Linked DNA regions of Sus scrofa: region 2 is linked to region 1. A link is a contact called in public HiChIP or PLAC-seq data. All regions are on one chromosome and are shown on one strand. Each heading gives the region's core, a stretch centred on a gene start, on an enhancer-like site or on the middle of the called end of the contact. The rest is flanking DNA. Distances are from core to core; before and after follow the strand shown. Region 1 overlaps RAB31 (ras-related protein Rab-31). Region 2 overlaps PPP4R1 (serine/threonine-protein phosphatase 4 regulatory subunit 1).

Region 1 (4,536 bases), core at 1,382-3,881:
CTGCTGATCTTTTTTTTTTTTTTTTTTTTGGCTTTTTAGGTGCTCTCGCGGCATATGGAAGTTCTCAGGCTAGGGGCCGAATTGGAGCTACAGCTGCTGGCCACAGCCACACCAGATCCTTAACCTACTGAGCAAAGGCAGGGATCAAACCTGCATCTTCATGGATACTAATTGGGTTCTTAACCCCATGAGCCACAACAGAACTCCTGATCTTCTTTAACAGCACATCTGCGAGCCCAGCCACCTCCTCCCACAGAACCTCTGTCCAGCTGTCCCTTCTGAGAACGTTCTAGAGGTGACAGGGGAGGGGTATTTCCTTTATTAGGACCTCAATTTGCACTGTGAGCGCAGAGCTCTCTGGAAAGAGGAAGGAAGTGCATGTCTTGGGCCCCCTCCACTGAAGAAGGACCCTGGGAGCAGCTTCCTGGTGGCTTGGTGAGGAGGTGCCCCCCCTACCCCGTGAGCCCCCCAGCTGTGCTCAGAGAGTGGGCTCCCTGCTGGGCTGTGTGTGGAGCTGGCTTCTCCCCCCAGAAGAAAACAAAGAGCAGTTCATTCAGAGACTGTCAGAGGCCCCTTTCTTCAAGGACGCCTGAAGGTCAAATTTTCCCCTGACTTTAGCCACAGCTGATGAATAGTGAACCACTTTCCTGACTCCAGGGCCCCAAGAAAGGAGGAAAGAAAGAAGAAGCGTTTCTTTTGATGTTGGTAAAGGGCCTGAACTTGACCCCAGAATTTGCCATCATCTCTTCTCTTTCTCAAGGAGCTTTTCAGGCCCAGCCGTAAAGCTGTGGCCAACTCAGCTGTCCCCCAGCACCTGTTATCCGGCCACCAAAGCTTCCACATTATGAGTTCAAAAGGGTGAATAAGCAGTGCGGCCCCCTAACCTGGGTGCCCCGGTTTCATGGATGCATCTCTGAAATGGTCAGCTCCTGGGGCCTCAGAGACCCTTCCTTCCTCAGGCCCTGGGGCTCAGGCCAAACTTCTGATGGAGGAACAAGTAAAGACCTCTGCGTGGTGCAAATACAGTCATTTATTACGTTATTTCTGGAATGCTTGAAACCTCTCATGATTGAAAAAATAAGTCTGTGCACTCACTAGGAACAGGACTATAACAAGCCTCTTGAATCAATGGGTTTCAGAATCTCATTATCTTCAGCAGTACCACGGCACAAAGTCTGGTCATAGGCTAGATAATATTGCTGAAATAAAACTAAATCAGCTGCAAATAATACTATTTTGAAGATATATTCCTTCCTTCTTTCTTTTTTTTTTTTGAACGGCTGCACCCGCAGCAAATGGAGGTTCCCAGGCTAGGGGTCGAATCAGAGCTGCAGCTGCTGGCCTACACCACAGCCACAGCAACACCAGGTCCCAGCCACATCTGTGACCTATGCCGAAGCTTATGGCAACGTCACATCCTTAACCCACCGAGTAAGGCCAGGGATCAAACCTGAGTCCTCATGGACACTACTTGGGTTTGTAACCTACTGAACCACAATGGGAACCCCTAGATTCCTTCTTTTCAAACATACAATTTAGTCAAATACTCTAAATTTCAAATCTACCGGTGGTTTGGTTTGGTAAATTATAAGTATTAACTCCACAATATAAACTTGTTTATGGTTCTTTATGAATTTATTACAGGGGCCACATATAAACATGTAAAAGATTTAATACTTTATTCAATATTTTCTTTTTGATCACTCTGAGGTCAAGGTGGCATTTCCAAATCACAAGTAATCTCTGAAAGACAGTGTGAAATTCACTTGTCACTTTTAATTTGAAGGTTTAAGGTGTAGGTAACCTTCAATTCACTATAGATTTGAAACAATCCCTATTGAAATCCTAGCTGGATTTTTTTTGGTAAACATTTACAAGCCAGCCCTAACATTCATGGGGAAATGCGTGGGACTCAGAGCAGCCAAAACAATCTTGAAAAAGAAAAGGTGGGAAGACTCACGCTTCCTATTTCAAAGCTCACTGCAAAGCCACAGTAATCACGGCAACGTGGTGCTGGCATCAGGGAAAATTTTAGAACAAAGGAACAGGGCCAAGAGTCTGAAATTAAACCCTCACATGTGTGGCCAACTGATCTTCAATGAAGGTGCCACAACATCTAATTGGGCAAAGAATAGTCTTTTCAGCTGTGTTGGGACAACTGATTTTGTATGATACTGACGTACAAAGAAAGAAGTTGAATTCCTTTCTTACCAAGATACACAGGAAATAACCACACACGGATCATAGAACTAAATGAACTAAAGCCAGAAAACTCTTAGAAGAACATACACGAGTAGGTCTATGTGACCCTGAGTTAGGCAAAGACAATGTTGGCGAAAATGTGGAGAAACTAGACCCTTGTCCCTGGCGGGCAGGAATGTGAAATGGTGCGGCCACTTTGGCAAACAGCTTGGCAGGTCCTCAAAATGCTAAACTCAGAGCCACCATCTGACCCACAAGTTTCACCCCTAGATACACACCCGAGACGGAAAAAAGTGCATCCGCACAGAAACTTGTACATAAGTGTTCACAGCACCATGACTCATCAAAACCAAAAAGTGGAAACAACTCATCCATGGACAGATGAATGGATAAACAAATGCAGTCATCCACACAATGGGATATAAACCAGCCTCAAGAGGAAGGAAACTCTGACACAGCTTCTCAGATGAGCCTTGATGACACAGTGCTTGTGAAAGAAGCCAGGAACAAAACCACCGACTGCATGGTTCCGTTTACACTGAATGTCCAGATTGGACAAATCTATACAGTGAAATTAGCCTAGGGCTGGGGATCTAGGGAGAGGCTATTTTTTAGTATGTATATGTGTTCTCCAATGTCATCTTTAAAAAACATAGAACAATGAGCTTGATTTCAGGAGCCAATCCATCCAATTTCAGATGTGTCTGTAGAGCAGTGGAGAGTTTTTAATGCTAATAATGGAACCATCAATTTATCTTTGTGGATTTGGTGACTGTGGTTCACTTGAAACCAAAATTGTACAAATGCAACTGTTATGACTCAGGCAGTCCACTGGGAAAGACAGACAGCTCTAACACTGATTTCCACCAAATGAAACAAAAGAATAAAATGACATTAATGTTTTTCCATGTTAAGTTATTAAAATAATGCTGCTCTGATGCATCAGACCAAGAGAAGGAAGCCTAAGATTTTTCCAAGATGCTATTTTGTTTGTTTGTTTTTTGCTTTTTAAAGCCACACCCATAGCATATGGAAGTTTCCAGGCTAGGGGTCGAATCAGAGATGCAACTGCCGGCCTACACCACAGCCACAGCAACACTGGATCCGAGCCACATCTGTGACCTATACCACAGCTCAAGGCAATGTCAGATCCTTGATCCACTGAGTGAGGCCAGGGACCGAATCTGCACCCTCATGGATAGTATTTGGGTTTGTTCACTCTGAGCCACAAAGGGAACTCTGATGCTGACTGTTTTTGGCCTCACCCATAGCATACGGAAGTTCCTGGGCCAGGGATCAAACCTGTGCCATGGCAGTGACAATGCCAATCCTTAACCCACTGCACCACCAGGGAACTCCCTGAAACTGTGTGCTAAGGCAGGCATACATCTAGAAAGTGTAGGCCACATCTCACACTGTGATATTTAATAGCAATGAGGATATTCTGGTCCCTGGTTTAAGTAAAAAAAAAAACAAAGGAGGAATCAAAACTCAGGGAAGGATGATGTGTTGACACCTTGGGACTGAAGTCTCATTCCCCACCACCCCCGCGCCCCCCAAATCCTGATGATGGGGGATGGGAGGACAGAGCAGGCGGATAAATTCCATCCTCTCTCCCGGGCCCCATCCGAGCTGCGGCTCCTGAGAACATCCTTCCAGAGGTCCTGCTAATTGACTTCGGCCCCTCTGAAGCTCAACCTGAGCGGAAACCAGCAGGACAACCCCTGCAAAGAGGGCAGGACAGAAACCTACAGAGCCTGCACCAGCTCCAACCTCCAACGTGGGCTCCTTCCCTCTCCAAAGCCTTCTGGGAGCTGCAGAACAATGGCGCAAGGCTTGAAAATGGTAAGCTTTTAACTCTGGATTCAACAATCAACTGGAGGAGTTCCCACTGTGGAGTAATGGGATCAGTGGCAACCTGGGAGTGCTGGGACAGAGGTTCAATCCCAGGACCAGCACAGTGGGTTAAAGATCTGGAGTTGCCGAGACTGAGGTTGCAAGTGTGGCTCAGATCTGATCCCTGGCCCGAGAACTCCATATACCTTGGGGCATCAAAAAAAAAAAAAACAAAACAAAACAAAACAAAAAAAAAAACCAAAAACCAACAACTGAAAATGGTTATGTTTTTCAAACTGTTTCTCTTACAGAATCACTCACTGGATTGCCACTTGCCATTGAAAGGGTCAGAGGATGCCCAGCATCTATGGCTGAACTCAAAGCAAAATTAAGACATCATGTCAGGAGTGAATGCACTCTTATACCAGGACAGCAAGGACAACCAGGCTCCTTTTACATCTTGGGTGCTCAGAGGGAAAAAGAATCTTGTAGGAGTAT
Region 2 (4,536 bases), core at 1,228-3,727, 140 kb after region 1:
ATAATGTCAAGACTTGAGACACATTCAGTACTTCATCTGTTGGGGATTGGACCTGTATTAGCTCAGATTTTATGTTTGGATTACCTATAGGAAAAAGGATTACTGACCACAGTAATTGGGTTTCTCGGACCACCGGGAAAGTGCCCACTGGAGGAACAGACACCACATCGTTAATGTGTGGGAGACCCAGGGAAGGCACTCTGAGAGGGACCTCTGACCCCCAGAGGCTGTTCAGAAAACAAGGTCTTGGGACCTGATTTGAAAGTAGGTAAACACACCCCTGCCTCTTTTATGAGCATATATACTTTAGGGAAATGTTTTTTGAAATATTCATAGAGAGTAAACTTTAGCAGATTATTCCTGCTAAATTCAACTATGAAATTGAATATACTGTAGGATAATATACTTCTTAGTGAAAATTTCTAAGAATTTTGTAAACTTTTAATATTTCTATTTGAAGAAAAGAAAAGATTTCTGATAAGAGGAGTTCTCGTTGTGGCTCAGTGGGTTAAGGACCTGACATAGCCTCTGGGAGGATGCTGTTCAATCCCCGGCCTTGCTCACTGGGTTAGGCATCTGGTGTTGTTGTGGTATAGGTTGCAGATGCGGTTCAGATCTGACGTGGTGTGGCTGTGGTGTAGGCCGGCCCTGCAGCTCTGATTTGACCCCTAGCCTGGGAACTTCGATAGGCTGCAGGTGCGGCCCTAAAAAGATTTCTGATAAGCATTATATTGTCACAAAGTACAAATTAAAACTTGACATATCTGTTACTTGAGGATATACATACATATATATATATTTATAACATTATATGGTTCTTCACAATTGTTATTTATATTTTTCTATTAATTTTTCCCCCAAGCAATGACTTACTGTGTTTCTGCTACATCACTAGACCAGGGGTTGAAAGTTTCTGTAAAAGGGCAGATAGTAAACATGTTAGATTTTGTGGGCCACAGATGAAAGCAGCTGTAGATGGTACAGAAATGAGAGTGCATAGCTGTCTTCCAATAACACTTTATTTACGAAAACAGACTTGGAGGGGGCAGTTTTACCTACTGGTGAAACACAGTTTGCTGACCCTGCACTATACTGTAAGTCCAAGATCCGAAATGTTTTTATTCTTTACCCATAGATGGGAGCCCAGTTCGTATATACTTGCTGGGACAAATCTTGATTTTTCTGGCCATGACTCTAACTTGCAGTTAAACAATGAAATAATTTATTTTTAAATTAAACTTATTTGAAAACTTTCATTCTTACACAAAATTTGCACTGCTGTTATAATTAATTCCCAAAACTCTTCACCTCACATTCAACATTGTTAATTTTTTGCCAGTTTGCTCTATTTATCTCTATACAATTATAGACAGAAAATGTAACATCGATACAAATCAGTTATGTAGTATGTCCTTCATTTTCAAAATTTCGCCAGTTTTCCAATAATGTCCTTGATAGCAACTATCTTGCCAATCGAAGCTCCTGCATTGCCTTTAGTTGTCATGTCTCTTCAGTTTGGAACAAGTTGTCAGCCTTTATCCTTCATGATACGGGTAGTTTTGAAGAGTCAATTTGGTTTTGTGTGTTTCCTCATGATTTAATTCAGGTTATGCTTTCTGTGTGTGTGTTCCTGCGAGCATGCAGGAATGCCTGGTTAAGGCGTGATGTTTGCCAGATTTCTGCACTTAAAGGTTCTTTTTTTCCATTTTTTGTTAGTAAGGGAACTATCCCATTCCCCAACATTTACCCCTTAGTATTAGTGTGTGTTGATTCTTACCCCAATCAGTTACATTTCCTCACTGGCTTTCTGCTTTACAAGGAGCTCACCTTTCCTCGCTTTTGGTTGGTTTGTTAAAATATCATTTAAAGCCCCACATGGTAAGGTAACTCTTCTAAAACATGAGTAAATTGGTATGGTCTCATTATCTTTCATTTTCTAAGATACAAAAGACTTGGGAAACAAACAAAAATTGGGGAGTTCCCACTGTGGCACAGCAGGATCAGCAGCATCTCTGCTGCGCTGGGCACAGTGGATTAAAAGATCCAGCACTGGAGTTCCCATTGTGGCGCAGTGGAAACGAATCTGACTGGTTGCAGGTTCGATCCCTGGCCTTGCTCAGTGGGTTAAGTATCCGGTGTTGCTGTGAGCTGTGGTGTAGGCTCGAATCTGGCATTGCTGTGGCTCCGGCCTGCAGCAACAGCTCCAATTAGACCCCTAGCCTGGGAACCTCCACATGCTGCAGGTACAGGCTTAAAAAGACAAAAGACCAAAAAAAAAAAAATTTTTTTTTAATAAAATAAAATATCCAGCATTGGCATAGGTTGCAGCTGTGATCTGATCCCTGGCCTGGGAACTCCATATGCCATGGGGTGGCCAAAAAAGAAAAAAAAGGGAAGCGGGGGCAAGTTTATTGTGGCCTTGGCATTACTGAGGAAGAAGTTGGAGGACCAAATGTCAGCTTTTTCGTGTTTTAGAAGATTCTCTAGATGACATGTAAGGAATAGAAGGAAGTTCTGATCAAGCGTGGTGAAAGTTAGGTTGTACAAATCAATCCGTTCTCTTTGGTGTTTTACTTCTCAAGAGTATTGATATGCTAATGTCATGCGATTGTTAGGGGAGGAGGAAGCATTTTAAAAGACCCTTGTCTGCTTGGCAGTCTCTGTGCACTGCCCTCAACAAAGGTTGGTGGACAGGCGTTCTGCTGGAGGAGCCCTGGACCTCCTTTTGTGTGTGTTTGTTCAAGTAATACAGAGATGGGCAAGACAAGCTTTGTCCTCTGCAAATTTATTGCTGGAGGCCCCCAAGTCTGGGGGATCGGTAGGAGGAGGGAGGGATCTTAATTGAAAGTGAAGGAGATAGTTCCTGGATGGTATTTCTCAGCAGGTCAGTTTAAACTGGGGCGAGGATAAATGGGGCAGACATGGCGCAGATTGAGTGGGGCACCTGGCGGGATGGAGCCCAGCTCGGGCCCTGACCTGGGGAGGGACGAGGTGGGGGTGGGCATGGGGGGACTTGGACTAGCGGGAGAGCTGCACCTCGTTCAGGGAGGAGGGGGAAGGGCAGGGGGTGTACTGAGAGAGGTGCTTTAGGAAGGTTGAAGTGGCTCAGATTTGTAAACCTGATTAGGATGAGGAGAGACCAGAGTAGATGTGACAGGTGAAAGGTGAGGGCAGTGGTTTTCAGACTTGATTATGGGATACCCCTTAAAGTAATTTCAAAAACTATCTCTCATACTTTTTTTGTTTTGCTTTCCAGGGCATATGGAAGCTCCCAGGCTAGGGGTCGAATCAGAACTATAGCTGCTGGCGTACACCACAGCCACAGCAACTCGGGATCTGAGCCTCGGCTTTGACCTACACCACAGCTCACTGCAACGCCAGATGCTTAACCCACTGAGCGAGGCCAGGGATCGAACCTGCATCCTCATGGATCCTAGTTGGATTCGTTAACTGCTGAGCCATGAGGGGAACTCCCTGTCATACATTTTAAAGTTTGAAGTTATTTTCAAGATGAAACTATCTTGGAATTCCTGTTGTAGCTCAGTGGGTTAAGAACCTGACAAGTATCCATGAGGATGTGGGTTCAATCCCTGGCCTCACCCAGTGGCTTAAGAATCTGGCATTGCTGTGAGCTGTGGTGCAGGTCACAGACATGGCTCAGATCTGACATGGTTGTGGTGTAGGCCAGCAGCTGCAGCTCTTATTCAGCCCCTAGCCTGAGAATGTCCGCATGCCATGGATGCAGCACTAAAACAAATAAACAAACAAAAAAAAAAGATTAAACTCTCTTATCGCTTAAAAAATGGAGTCTAGGGAGTTCCCATCGTGGTGCAGCGGAAATGAATCTGACTAGGAACCATGAGTTTTCGGGTTTAATCCCTGGCCTTGCTCAGTGGGTTAAGCATCTGGCATTGCCATGAGCTATGGTGTAGGTCACAGATCATGCTTGGATCTGGCATTGCTGTGACTCTGGCGTAGGCTGGCAGCTACAGCTCCGATTAGACCCCTGGGAACCTTCATAGGTTGCAGGGGAGGCCCTAAAAGGACAAAAGACCCCCCCCCCAAAAAAAAGGAGTCTAAATATTAAGCACTTCACAATATCATCCATTTTCAAAAATTCAAGAATAAACTTTTTAAACTGGGACTTTGACATTCTTTTTCCTTCTTGATGGCTTTCTACCTCCTGCACAAAATTTTACCCTAAAATATTTTTATGCTGGAAACTTTTGTTGATTACCTTATCACACTTTTCTGCACCCAAGATATGTATGTGAAAAATTGAAAATTTTTATTTCCTCTGGCCGCAAAACTACACAATTGTTATTAATACTCGTTGTTCAACCAGAATGTATCACAGATTATGATAAATACGTTGTAAACAAAATTTTATTGAATGGGTATCTCTTAATACAATAGATGGTGCTTTAAAAAATAACTTATGTGGAGTTTTCTTGTGACCCAACAGGTCTGCAGCACAGGTCTGCGTTATCTGCAGTGGCTCAGGTTCAGTCCCTGGCCCAGAACTTTTGCATACCA

What was found. HiChIP or PLAC-seq counts read pairs in DNA pulled down with a chosen protein or histone mark.
Region 2: a contact with region 1 is called in an H3K27ac HiChIP or PLAC-seq map of alveolar macrophages. The contact joins two enhancer-like sites. A contact is called at or near these places in 1 of 47 Hi-C or Micro-C datasets (embryonic fibroblasts) and 2 of 2 datasets of contacts at active chromatin or transcription factors (alveolar macrophages and skeletal muscle).

The regions. Positions count from the first base shown.
Region 1 is chr6:98,332,255-98,336,790 of Sscrofa11.1, forward strand. The region is part of intron 3 of RAB31 (ras-related protein Rab-31); the gene reads right to left. Among named protein-coding and RNA genes, the nearest start is that of RAB31, 51 kb to the right of the region's middle. Within about 2 kb of position 2,632, at least 12 of the 83 cell types and tissues checked have an H3K27ac peak or open chromatin away from gene starts, as enhancers often do. A contact at or near this core is called in alveolar macrophages, where this site is marked.
Region 2 is chr6:98,471,219-98,475,754 of Sscrofa11.1, forward strand. The region is part of intron 2 of PPP4R1 (serine/threonine-protein phosphatase 4 regulatory subunit 1); the gene reads left to right. Among named protein-coding and RNA genes, the nearest start is that of PPP4R1, 11 kb to the left of the region's middle. Within about 2 kb of position 2,478, at least 4 of the 83 cell types and tissues checked have an H3K27ac peak or open chromatin away from gene starts, as enhancers often do. A contact at or near this core is called in alveolar macrophages, where this site is marked.